Regions from separate parts of the Mus musculus genome. Here region 1 is linked to region 2. The links are chromatin contacts, called in public HiChIP or PLAC-seq maps. All regions are on one chromosome and are shown on one strand. Each heading gives the region's core, a stretch centred on a gene start, on an enhancer-like site or on the middle of the called end of the contact. The rest is flanking DNA. Distances are from core to core; before and after follow the strand shown. Region 1 overlaps Gm46240. Region 2 has its middle 6.5 kb from the start of Btg1.

Evidence for each region. HiChIP or PLAC-seq counts read pairs in DNA pulled down with a chosen protein or histone mark.
Region 1: an H3K27ac HiChIP or PLAC-seq map of microglia shows a contact between it and region 2, with 5 times the contacts expected there. The contact joins two enhancer-like sites. A contact is called at or near these places in 2 of 39 promoter capture datasets (cranial neural crest and liver), 12 of 115 datasets of contacts at active chromatin or transcription factors (T-cell acute lymphoblastic leukemia, differentiating embryonic stem cells, embryonic basal ganglia and 9 more) and 3 of 9 other capture datasets (adipose tissue, liver and pancreatic islet).

Annotation. Positions count from the first base shown.
Region 1 is chr10:96,908,435-96,914,790 of GRCm38.p6, forward strand. Gm46240 reads left to right here. Exons shown (of 3, transcript XM_017314191.1): 2 at 5,348-5,619. The coding sequence starts at 5,385. Among named protein-coding and RNA genes, the nearest start is that of Gm46240, 10 kb to the left of the region's middle. Within about 2 kb of position 1,452, at least 12 of the 459 cell types and tissues checked have an H3K27ac peak or open chromatin away from gene starts, as enhancers often do. A contact at or near this core is called in microglia, where this site is marked.
Region 2 is chr10:96,607,290-96,613,737 of GRCm38.p6, forward strand. No RefSeq gene overlaps it. Among named protein-coding and RNA genes, the nearest start is that of Btg1, 6.5 kb to the right of the region's middle. Within about 2 kb of position 2,527, at least 28 of the 459 cell types and tissues checked have an H3K27ac peak or open chromatin away from gene starts, as enhancers often do. A contact at or near this core is called in microglia, where this site is marked.

The DNA.
Region 1 (6,356 bases), core at 202-2,701, 300 kb after region 2:
ATGCTAATTTTAAAAAATCTAGTAAGGAAAAGAGACAACTGAATCATAAATGAGCAAACTAAAACAACTCATTAAGGTATTGTGTGTGCAGTGCAGAGAGAGGGACTAGTGAATAGGAGGAATAGGACATTAATTCTATAGTTTCATTAACAAAAACAACAGGATAGATATGGATGAACAGGCTGCAGCTTCTGTTGGGAGAAAAAGAAAGAGCTTATTGACCAGGTATCTTGTAGAATGTAAAATTTGAATCTTTTTGGAGAGATATGGTTAGATGTCTAAATGGCACTGAGAGACCCACTGAAATTAGTAAGCTTAAGTTTTCAATTATCTCAATTATTCTGGTTATACAACTTCCCCCTAAAATCTTCCCCCTAGAATCTTTCAAGGTTCTGACCTGGTTATCTTCATCCGAATTTCGTGAAAGCTATTCTCTGTACCCCAGATGAGGTTGGATGATTCAGATTTCTTCCTATGAGGCCTGCCATTTGACTTTCTACTATGTCCTTGATTTTTTCTTTGTCTTCAAAGCATGAAAGAGCATCTTGCCATGACATGGACAGCTCTGGATGGTCAGGCTTCTTTGACCCAGCCCATGTCACTTCTCTCTGTTTACATTAGTCCAAATGTCAACAACAACAAGCTACATGTGGGTTAACTACCATCCTGACAGTGCAAGGTACTTTCTTTACAGTTAGCAACCAGTGGCCTTGGTTGGAGAGCCTGAGAAGCAGCACATCTTAATGACATAGACAATGTTTAAACCTACATCATCAATTACAGACACCACACTTATTCTATTATCATTATTATTATTGTTGTTGTTTTGTTGTTGTTGTTGTTGTTACATTTATTTTTTCACTACATTGATTCTTTTTTATAGGTCCTCAGGGCTAGAGAACTGAACTTTAGTGTTTCAGGGCTTCTGTGAAATGCAATTATGAACACAATGCAGTAGTTGTGACTGACCAAGTTTGAACGTACTGGCAGTTCTGTTAGAAGCATGAAAAAGAATTTGCAAGTTTGTTCTGGATACGCCAACATTTACATAGCAGTCTAACAAAGGCTGGGGAAGAAAACCAAACTGAACGGAAACCTAGAGGGTCTGACATCGATGAGTTCCAATGTGTCATGTTGTTTCATAGGTAGAGTTAAACATTCTCAATTTGTGTGTCTGTGTGTTTGTGTGAGTGTGTGTGTAAGAGAGAGAGAGACAGAGAGAGGGGGAGAGATAGGCAGAGAGATACACAGAGAGAGAGAGAGATACAGAGACACAGAGGCACAGGGACAGAATCAGATGGGCCAAATGCAACCCCCAGTCACATCAAATAGCAATTTGGAATCATCTATTATCCTTGGAAATAAAAATGTCCTTGATGATGTTTGCAAGATTCCTTCTGGTGGAGTCAGAGGACAAAAACCAGATCACAGCAGGGTGAGCTTCAGAGTGCTTATTAAGCAAGCAGAGCTAACAAATATGTTGGGAATCTTGCAGAAGCTTGACAGTAAAGAGGTGAATGGAGAGGAGAGACTGTGGGTCACAGAGAAGGACATACTCCTTAAGTCTGGAAAGGTATATCCATCCATATGCACTTAAGTATGCATATACTTGTTAGGAGTGATCTTTGAGACAGAGAAACGGGGAGGTTTATAGGAAGACAAAGAAAGGGGAAGAAGGCAAGAAAAGGAACAGAAAGAGGAACAAATGAGACAAGGTCTCTAAAGGGAAATTCAGTGGATGGAGGAGAAAGAGAGAGAGGAAGAGAGAGAGAGAGAGAGAGAGAGAGACAGAGACAGAGACAGAGAGACAGGCAGAGAGACAGAGACAGACAGAGACAAAGACACAGATACACACACACAGAGACAGATAGACTCATACACACACACACTGAAAAATAACAAAAATAAATTATAAAAGATAATAAATAAATCCTCCAGAAGGATGCAAGTAAGTACAACACACTATAAGAATACAGAGACCAAGAAGGAACTCTTTTGTGCTCTCCCATTTTTGTGTGTATATGTACATGTGCACATGTGTGCATAGAGGTCAGAGGTCAACATTAGGTGTCTTCCTCAATTATGGTCCACCTTACTTAATCATTATTTATTTTTCCATTTGGTTATTTATTTATTTATTTATTTTATTTATTTATTTTTGAGACAGGGTTTCTCTGTATAGCCCTGGCTGTCCTGGAACTCACTTTGTAGACCAGGCTGGCCTCAAATTCAAAAATCTGCCTGCCTCTGCTTCTCAAGTGCTGAGATTAAAGGTGTGTGCCACTACCACCCAACTGGTTATTTAGTTTTGAGGCAGGGTTTCTGTGGTATCTAGTGCTCACTGATTCTATTAGACTAGGTGTACATTAAGCCCCGGGGGATCCTATTTCCACTTCCCCAAGTACTTTAGCAACTGAGTCATCTCACCACTGTTGGACCAGAAAATTCCATTCACCAGGAGTGGTGAAGATATCACAACCAGCACAGCTTGAGTCCTGAAACCATGATTTAGCGTTGGTGAAGGAATGAAGAATGGATAGCCACACCGAGACATATACAGAAAGACTGAGGTCCCTTGGAGTGTATGCATTTGGTCTGAATGGGACTTACTACTGCTATGAACTCAGAACCTCGGTATATTTTGAGTGCAGCAAAGGGGTATGAGTTGGGGCTTAGTCTTGGTAGGAAGTTTCTGTAGGTAAGCTGTTTCAGACTGTAAATATGCTGGAGGAGGAGGGGGCTGTAGTTGCTAGTTTATGTATCTACTGATCTATAAACACTTGAACTTGAACACCCAGGGAAAGTTTTGGTGTGCCTTTAAGCCTAGCCCATATGGGGAATGGTTTGACTAAATCTCTATGGATCCAATGCTTCAAGTCCTTGCCCATGGGCAAGTGTACATAATTGCTCAGGGTGGCTCTGCTCCTTACAGTGAGGGCAGAGGCATTAAGTCAGGGATTTACAGAGCAGGCTCTGAAGGAGCAGGGGACAGGAAATATTGAGGAACCCAAGGGAATGGTTCACCAGTTAGTGTCAGCTGGGCTCAGAGACCTCAAATCTGAATAATTCTGTCTGTAGGGTTTTATGACAGCCGCTGTCAACATCAAGACTTCTGTCTGTATGGTATAGACATTTACATGAGACATTGTTCTTTTTAATTCTGGGGATATACAGCTATATCATCTCCTAGGATACCACCATTTTCAAATCTATAATAAATGCTACTTTTGATTTCTCCAAGGATGCAGCTCAGAGGATTTATCATGGGTGCCTCTTATGAAATAATCATGAAATATGCTATCTAAGAAATCTTGCAAATTGCACCAGCTAAACAGATGGCACAGCTCTGCAATATAAGCAGCAATGCCCTCACCAGCTGTTAGGTTTGTTTGCAAAATTTAAATCACTATACAATGGATGCTGGCGGTGATGACAAATGGGTATCAAAATCCTACAAGTTCTATGTAATGAGATATGCCACATTTAGGAGAGATTGGAGTAAAAAGTGGCTCATTATTATATTTTGTGTGCTGTAGAGACTCGTGGAAAATATAATAACACATTTATGTGGAGTATGCTTCAAAGAATGGAAAAATAAACCTATCTATAACCTCGAGGGAGCATCTGGCCATATAAATGGCTCTACTCTTCCTCAAACTTTGCTTTCTACATTAGCATCTGTGAAATTTTACTACCCTTAAGGATTGACTGTTTCCTCTTCTTCTTTCTGTTACCGCGAGTGTGTTGGTGCATGAGTGCACGCATGCGTGTGTGCATGCATGTGTATGTGTGTGGTGTGGATGTGCATGTATTTGCATGTAAGTGGATGCACATGTCCTTGAGCACACATCCATGTGCACACCCAGGACTAATGTTGGGAGTTATCCCCTATCAACACTGTGCTTAATCATTGAGGCAGATTCATTCAATCAAAGCCAAAGCTCGCCATTATGGCTACTTTTAGCCATACTTCTCATACTTCCTAGAGTCTTTGATAAACACATTCACTAAATGACAAGATGAATAAGAGAAAAGAAAGAAAAGGCACAGTGAAGTTTTGAGTGTTTAAGGTATAATTCTCAGTCATAATTTTTTAATTTTTTTATTTATTATTTTCTTTATATACATTTCAAATGCTATCCCAAAAGTTTCCTATATCCTCCCCCTTCCCTGCTCCCCTACCCACCCACTCCCACTTCTTGGCCCTGGTGTTCCCCTGGACTGGGGCATATAGCTTCAAGTTCTTTGAGAACACTTTTGCTTGTTTCACTGGAGTGCAGGGCACGGGGCATACCCTCCATCCATACTTGTTCACAGATTGTCTAATTTTACTCTAGAGACATGGTTCTCAATCTTCTTAATGCTGTGACACTTTAATCCAGTTCCTTATATTGTGATGACCCCCCACCATAAAATTATTTCCTTGTTATTTCATAACTGTAATTTTGCTACTGTTATGACTTATAATGTAAATCTGTGATATGCAGGATATCTGATATGTGATCCCCCAAAGGGGTCATGACCCACAGGTTGAAAAGCACTGCTCTAGAGGGTGGAAAGCTAAGGACTATATGATCTAACTACAAGTACAAATTCACTCAGAACCTGCTGTGTCTCTCCTCCCTACAGACCATACCCCAGTCTTTAAATAAGAGTTTCCTACAAATTGTTTTATGGAGTGATTACCAGGGACTGATGTGTCATCATACAGTGTCCCCTCTGAGCTGAGAGTAGTGACTTATCTTCTTGTCTGTCATGATTATTCGAGTGTACTGTGTCACTCTGGCAGTCTCGTGCTGCCCTTGGTGACAAGTGACACCCTGTTATATATATTTAGCCTGTCTTAAAACAAGTTGCACTCAAATAATGGGCCCTTTACATAAAAGCATAGAACATAGCCAATTTTTGAAGTTATTAATTTACAAAATGGTTAATTTTACCAACAGATAGCAATACACATAAATTGTAAATAATCACAGAAGTCCGTATTTGTAGAAACAGAGAAGTCCAATGTCTAACTGAATAATGCAGGTTGACTTACTTTTATTCGTTTGTTATGAAACTCGAAAATGAAAGCTGTAATGGAGCTAAGAACCATTTATTGTTTAGGATGGTTTATTCTATTAGAAGACATCATTTACAGCCAAAATATCTTTTTTTTTTAAAGCAACTAAACAAATCTGTGCTGATTAGTTTAAAACATTTTAAATGGATCCCACAAACCAATCTATCTCTGACTATTTTGGCAAAAATAAGATCAAATCCTGATTAGAAACAAAGCAAAGCTCTTTGTTTTGAGAGACTCATTGTTGGACTCTGACTATATGACTTTTATATCCTCCCACAGAGGGACAATATTGTCATCAGGAGATGAATGCATCATTATGTTACCTGGAGACTCACCATTGGCTGTCGCATCCACTCCGATCAGCAGGAAAGATGCAACATCACGTTGTCCTTCTTCAAGCAGGTTTATTCAGGAACATTTCACATTGCAATGCAGGAATCGGAATCCCCCAAGCAACCCCGGGGCCCACCTTAAATACCCTACTGACTCCTCCCAATCACCCCAGTCACGTAATGGCAGTCAATTGTTTCACAGCAGTGATGACACCTCAGGTGAGCTGACGAGGCATGGCGTCTGCACAGTGCAGGCAGCTGGGATGTGGCTAGGTCTGAGGTAATGAGGGAGTCAGGTGCAGGTCATAAGACCTGGCAGCCATCCGGGGCGCCATCTTGGGGCGGCGGCTGCACCTGCTCCTCACATCTCCCCCTTATCTATTATTTTGGCAGAGAGAATGCCTGTATTAGGTTGCCCCTGCGATAATGCTCCTTACCCATCATCAGGAGGACAGACAGCAGTGGTCTGCTCCCTGTCTTAGGTTGGTAACACCTCCAGGGAGTCTTACCCGTCATTGACTACTTCTCTAGCATGCCAAGCCACACTTGAAAAGATTGTCCCAGCTCTAGGGCTGCAAAAGTCTGAATCAACAGTGCCTGTGTATGGGTATGCCTTTTTTGCATATGGCAAATGCACCACAGGGCCATTACTCCTGTGGCAACGCAGATGATTGCAAGCCCTCCTATGCCAGCCCATTCCTTGAGGTGTGATATTCCTGTGACTATGGCAGCAGTAATCTCAAAATCTCTTTTAGGTCTAAACAGTATCATCACAGATGGAGCTTGCACTGGCCAGGGTACAAATCTAGGCTTACGGGTTACCGCAGCCAAGGAAAATACAGAAGCATTCCAATACATACTATAAAAGCAAATATCACTACTATGATTCTCGAAGCCAAAACACTCACAGAATTTTCAAACAAATCAGACCCATTCCAATAACAACTAGCATTTCC
Region 2 (6,448 bases), core at 1,277-3,776:
GTGAAAGGAGGGAAGAGTGGCCTCTGGGCACAGCAGGGATGTTGCACATATGAGCTCCCATAAGTTGTGACAGTGACACATGAGTTGTGCAAACCTAAGGACCAAATCCCAGCATAGAGTGAGCATGGCGTGCCAGCCCTAACCTGGAAGCTATTGGCAATTGGCGGCTGCTGCAAGAAGGAAGAGGCCATTTTTCTAAGAGTGTTCTAAGAGTGTTGCCCCAGGTAAGCCAACTATGTTCCAAGAAAGGGGCTATGCATCCAAGAAATTCTGAGCAGTAGAAATTGATCTTCCGTGGATTTGGTTTTGATTTTAATTTGTCAAGACTTTTACAAAAACAAAAACAAAAACAAAACAAAACACCAGGGCCCCAAGCTGTATTGTTGAGTCGTCATCCCCTCTGCAGGAGAGTGATTGTTTTCAAATATCTGTGCCTAGGGTCTAGGCAGTTTATCTCTGTAGGTCTAAGGTGGGGCCAAAGTTGCTTTATTATCTGGGCTAGGCCAGCTATTCTAAAGAACTCGTGAGAAACCCAACCAGAGACCCACATTCATATCAGTTACCAACACTCTGGGCCATGCCCTGTTTTTTCACAGTTCATGGACTTCCCAAAAGACTTATGACCTGATTAGAATCTGGGTAGGAGAGAGAGAGAGAGAGAGAGAGAGAGAGAGAGAGAGAGAGGGAGAGAGAGAGCAGGCCTCATACACAGCTGGTCATACAGCTACTATGAAAGGCACCATAGAGGTCCTCAAGCCAATGAATACAACTAGCCATAGGCTAGTTACATATGAATCTCTTCTGTGCATCCATATGTAGGATGACTGTAGGTGAGAACTCTGCAGACACATGCACACATGCACGTTGATCGCTGCACTAGTCTCTCTAACCAATAATACTACGTCCTAGCACAACAGATACTGAGGCAGGAGCTCATGAGGTCAAGTCAGCTTGGTTACCTGGAGAGTTGGAAGACAGCCTAGCCTTCATGAGTCCCGTCTCAAAACAAAAACTAGGAAGGGGGTAGAGGGAGTTTGGTGGGAGGTTGATAGGAACGAAGATGGCTCAGCAGGCAAAAGCACTGGCAACCTGGGTTCAATCGCTGAACCCTATAATGAAGAGAGAACAAACACCTGAAAGTTGTCCTCTGATACCTGTAGATGAAAGTCTGCATTTACAACACACGCACACGCACACACATGCACACACACACACACCATTACCACCATCATCACGATCAACATCATTATCATCAACATCTTCATCATCATCATGTTTTTAAAAATAGGCAAAAGTGGGACAGCAAGGTAGTTCATCGGATGAAGGCACTCTGTCAGGCCTAATGACTTGAGTTTGATCCTGAGGACCCACATGGTAGAAGAAGAGAACCGATTCCCACAGGTTGTCCTCTGATCTCCACAGGTGCGGGAGAGTCTACATGTACATGCACATAAATACTCAGATCAATATTTTTAAAAATAAGCAAGATGCATAACCAGGGTAGAGGTCCATCAGATGAATAAATTTTCAAATGTGGGACACTCAAACAACAGAATTTTATTCGGATTTAAAGGCAGGAGAGATTATTTCACTGGCAGGAAAATGGAGCCGGAGCTCACAATGTTAAATGAAGTAGGCCATGAAGGTAGTAGACAGACTTCGGACAAGGAGAGAAACATCTCCAGGGAAGAGAGAGGGCAATGGAATGTAAGCAATGGAGAAGTATTTAGGGAGAAGAAAGGAACTGGGACTAGGGGTAGGGTGAGTAGGAGGAGGGTGATAAAGAGGGGTGGGTAAGGGCAAAGCATGATACAGGTATATGAAAATTATTCCATTGCATACTGACTGCATTTTGGGGGCGGGGAGGGGGTTCAAGACAGGGTTTCACTGTAGCCCTGGTTGTCCTGGAACTCACTTTGTACACCAGGCTGGCCTCGAACTCAGAAATCTGCCTGCCTCTGCCTCCCAAGTGCTGGGATTAAAGGCGTGCGCCACCACTCCAGGCTTCTGACTGCATTTTTAAACACAAATTTTGGCATCTAACAATAGGTGACACTGCCTTATAATCGCAGGAGATGGAGGCAGAAGGATCCAAAGTCAAACTCATCCTCTGCTACTTAGTGAGTTCAAGGCCAGCCTATGCTACACACCAATCAGAACCCCAGCCACAAAAACAAAAACAAAGGTAGCAGAACTTTCTTCCTTTCCTGCTGAGATGAAAAGGTAACACTCCGCCCCTAACCACAGAGGTATTGTTTTTGAGAGACAACAGGCATCAGAGAGGGCAGGCTTTAAAGACCTTAAACAGAGGGAATCACAAGGCTCTGCTCCAGAAAAAGGAAAGCATTGGGGAGGAACTGGATTTTGGAAATGGCCTGGAGGCTTTGCAATAGACTACCTGTGGGACTTCCCAGAAAGCCAGTGTTGGCATCTAACTTGGCTGTTCACACCAGCTCTCCTGCAGCCCTCTGGCTTTTCCACACCCACTGGTCACAAGATTCCCCCTGTTTGCCTTGATCTGTGGAACAGCCTAGGGTTCCTCTCTCATGATTCAGGTCACAGGGGAAGTGGAAAGCCTTGAGTGGCCCTAAAGAGAAGAAGGCTTGTCCCCCCTCTACTTTCTCGTATCTACTCTTAGGGAAATTTTTCATTCCAGTGAAAATTATTTTACTTGGCAGACTTTTTAATCTGCCCTTTGATTCCATTTTTCCAGCCAGCCTTTTAATAAATGTCGCTGTATTTTCTGGGGTATGCCAACCATGAGATGTCTCAGCAACTGTCTCGACGGATTCTTCACCCCCTCCCCCAACTGTTTCCGCTTTTCTCATCAACTTTCTTTAGCTTTCCTTTCTCACAGTCATTTGGTAGTGAAAAGCTTCTCTCCTGAAGATCTTAGGGAGTATTCAGAACTGGAGTTTTTCAGCCCATAGTGTGAGAGCTACAGTCTGGTTGTGACTGAGTTGTTTTCTTTAGACTGCTTCTGAAGACCAGGGCAGTAGTGCCCGTCTGTAGACATGGGATTCTGAGACTCACAGACTGAAGTAGGACTTTGAAACGCTTAGGGCTGCTGGGCACCTTTAATTCCAGCACTCAGGAGGCAGAGGCAGGCAGATTTCTGAGTTCGAGGCCAGCCTGGTCTACAGAGTGAGTTCCAGGACAGCCAGGGCTACACAGGAAAACCCTGTCTCGGAAAAAAAAAAAAAAATCACTGATCACAGAGCTTTGGGCAAGCTAACAAAGTACCCTAACAACGAGCTAAACTCCCAGCTGTCATTGGGCCTTGAGGGGAGCAGGAAATCACAGGCCTGGGGTAAATGATAAGCAACAGGCCTCGGAGATCCTGAAGGTTCCTAAGCATGGTGGCATTGGGCTTCATATCCAGCCCTTTGGAGGCAGAAGCTGGTGATCTCTATGACTTGGAGAGTTCTAGTCTATGTAGGGAGTTCTAGGCCAGCCAAGGGCAACACAATGAGACCCCGTTTTAAAAGAACAAAACAAAAAAGGATCCCAGAGATCACTACTAAATGGTATAAATGGGTCAAGTTGAAGACCCAGTATCCATACTGTCTGGCCATAAGTGTTTGGAGATTTAGTATTTTTCAAGGATTGGGCAACATTTATACAGAGATAGTGAAATATTTCAAGTTGGAATGCAAGATATATTTATGTTGTGTTTTCATTTTGAATACCTACCTTAAAGGCAATTTATTGTACATTTCTGTTTGTTTTTTTTGAGACAGGATTTCTCTGTGTAACTCTGGATGTCCTGGTACTCGATCTGTAGAAGATCTGTAGAGGCTGGCCTTGAACTGAGAGATCTGCCTACCTCTGCCTTCCAAGTGCTGGGATTAAAGCCACCACCACTTGCTCAAAAAAAAAATTTAAATTGTGTTCATGAGAACCAGGAATGTGGTTCAATTGTAGAGTGCTTAGCACATGGCATACAGGAAGCCCTAGGTTGGATCCCTAGCTTTCCCAAACACCAATTTAATGCACATCTGTGATCCAAGCATGGGGGGATCGAAGCCAGTTCAGAAGTTCAAAACTCATCCTTAGTTACATTTTGGGTTATGAGGGCCAGCCCGGGCTCCAGGAGCTTTTAACTCACAACAAAAAACAAGAACAACACGAAGAAGGAGAAGAAGAACACCACAGTTTTCAGTTCCCAGTGTAGACGTGTCTTAGTTCTCCAGCAGCAGGGACTGAAGATGGGGTCTTGCACATGCTAGGCAAGCACTATACCACCGAGCGAGCGCTGTGATGCTGTTTTGATTGAAGTTTACAATGATGTATGGCAGCCGTTCTCACCCTGGAGGTCAAATGATCCTTTCATAGGGGTCACCTCAGACCGTTGGAAAACAGATATTTACATTACAATTCATAACAGTAGCAAACTTACAGTTATGATGCAGCAACAAAAATAATTGTGTGGTTGGGAGTCACCATGACATGAGGAATAGTCTTAAAGGGTCACAGCATGAGGAAGGTTGAGAACAACTGCTATGTGGTCTCTTCTCTTCTCTTCTCTTCTCTTCTCTTCTCTTCTCTTCTCTTCTCTTCTCTTCTCTTTTCTTCTCATCTCTTTTCTCTTCTTTTCTTTCTTTCTTGTACTCTACCACTGAATTATTTTCCCTACTTCCTTCTTTCCATCCCTTCCTTTCTTCTTCCTTCATTTCTTTCCCCTCTTATTGTCTCAGGGTTTCATTTAGCCCAGCCTGGCCTCCAACTGGGAATGTAACATTCTAAAGATGACTATACTCTAATCTCTCATCTGGTTAGTATTACAGGGTACCACCATGCTAGTTTAAGAGGTGTTGGGGAATCAAACCCAGAGCCTCACACACAGGGCCAAGTCCATGTGCGGGCCAAGCAGCAGCCTCATCCCCTACCATGTTTAAATGCTTTTAGTTGTTTTTGTTTGATCTGTTGACTCAGGGTCTCATACATAGCTCATCACAACGTTTTTCCTAATGTTTTATTACTTTTTGTTACTGTGTATGTGCGCGCACGCGCGTGTGTTTGCATGCGCAGGCAGCAATACGGAAGTCAGAGGTCATCTTGGTAGGAGTCTGTCTTCTCCTCTCATTGCATGGGTCCCAGGGATCATACTGAGGGCATCAGGGTTACCAGGAGGTACCTTTTCCCATAATCCACCCCACTGACTCTCAGCTCTCATTTCCGTCTGGTGATAACGTCCACAGTCATTATTCCTTCTGTTCTTCTAACCTTGTACTCACAGCCGTCCCCCCTCCCCCTGCCTCAGCCTCTGGAGTTCTGGATTACAGGACAGACGCAACTACATCAGGCTTTTCCAGTTTGGAGCTACCCCAGTGCATAACTGCAATTCTCTTTCGTCAGCAAAGCTATCAAGAAATATAGCACCAAACTGATCCTGGGGGTACACTCCTATTATACCTGGGAAGCTGGGGCAGGGGAATTGCTAAATTAAAACATTAGCCTGACTATTGTAGGAGTTACAAGTATTTCCTGAATTTCCTATGCTGTTCTTCCATTCTCTTTATCCTTTCCAGCATCTGCTAAATGCTATGTCCTCTCAACTTTTCCTTCTGAGATCCCAGGCTGGCCTGGAGCGCACAATGTTAAGGCTAACCCAGGTTAGCCTCAACTTTAGGGCAGTCCTGTCTCACCTTCCTGAGTAAATGAGGTTGCAAGCCTGTGCCATCAGGTCTAGAATTGCCTATTTCTAATTTATTTCAGTTAATATAATGATATCTAATTTTATCTGCTGTGTAGCTATTTCCTCCCATCTGAAACATTCCCTCCTGGTGGGAGGACCATTAGGACTCAGGAAGTCCATGAAACTTACAAGGCTAAGGAAGCATATAACCTTTGACTTCTCATAAAGCTGAGATGTACTCAAGACCCTCCCCAAGGTTATATGATCAGTAGAAACAACCGTAGAGAAGGGTAGATCAGCTCAGATTTGGGTCTTGCAAGGAGCTCTATGGACGGAGGTTTGGTTTTGCTGTAGTCATCAGCCAGACTGGGTTGAGCTTTTGGGTGACACAGCTGCTGTTGAGTCACCCATGATCTTCTAGACAACTGCTTACTCATGCTCTGGAAGCAATCGCATTAAACTCACTATTTTACAAGCTAGATTTGGCTGGAATCATTTATCAATTTGTCACCGGTGCCCTTTCTGGATTGATTACATGTTTCCCTACTTCTCTCCAAGCAAAGGCACACAACACCATCCACGCTGCCATGTATTACAGCAATTTTATTCTTTTTCATGGATGAATAGTATTCCACTCAAAAGTACCACATTTTCCTGGTTGCTGGACAACTGAAGCAGTGGGATGGCCCTGAGTCCCTGAGTCTGTTGCCTGCCTGTGGCTCCCATTCTCATAACTGAGCCACCTTGTCTGGCCTCAGTGGGAGAGGATACAGTTAGTCTGAGAAGAAAAGGAGAGAATGGGGGAGAATC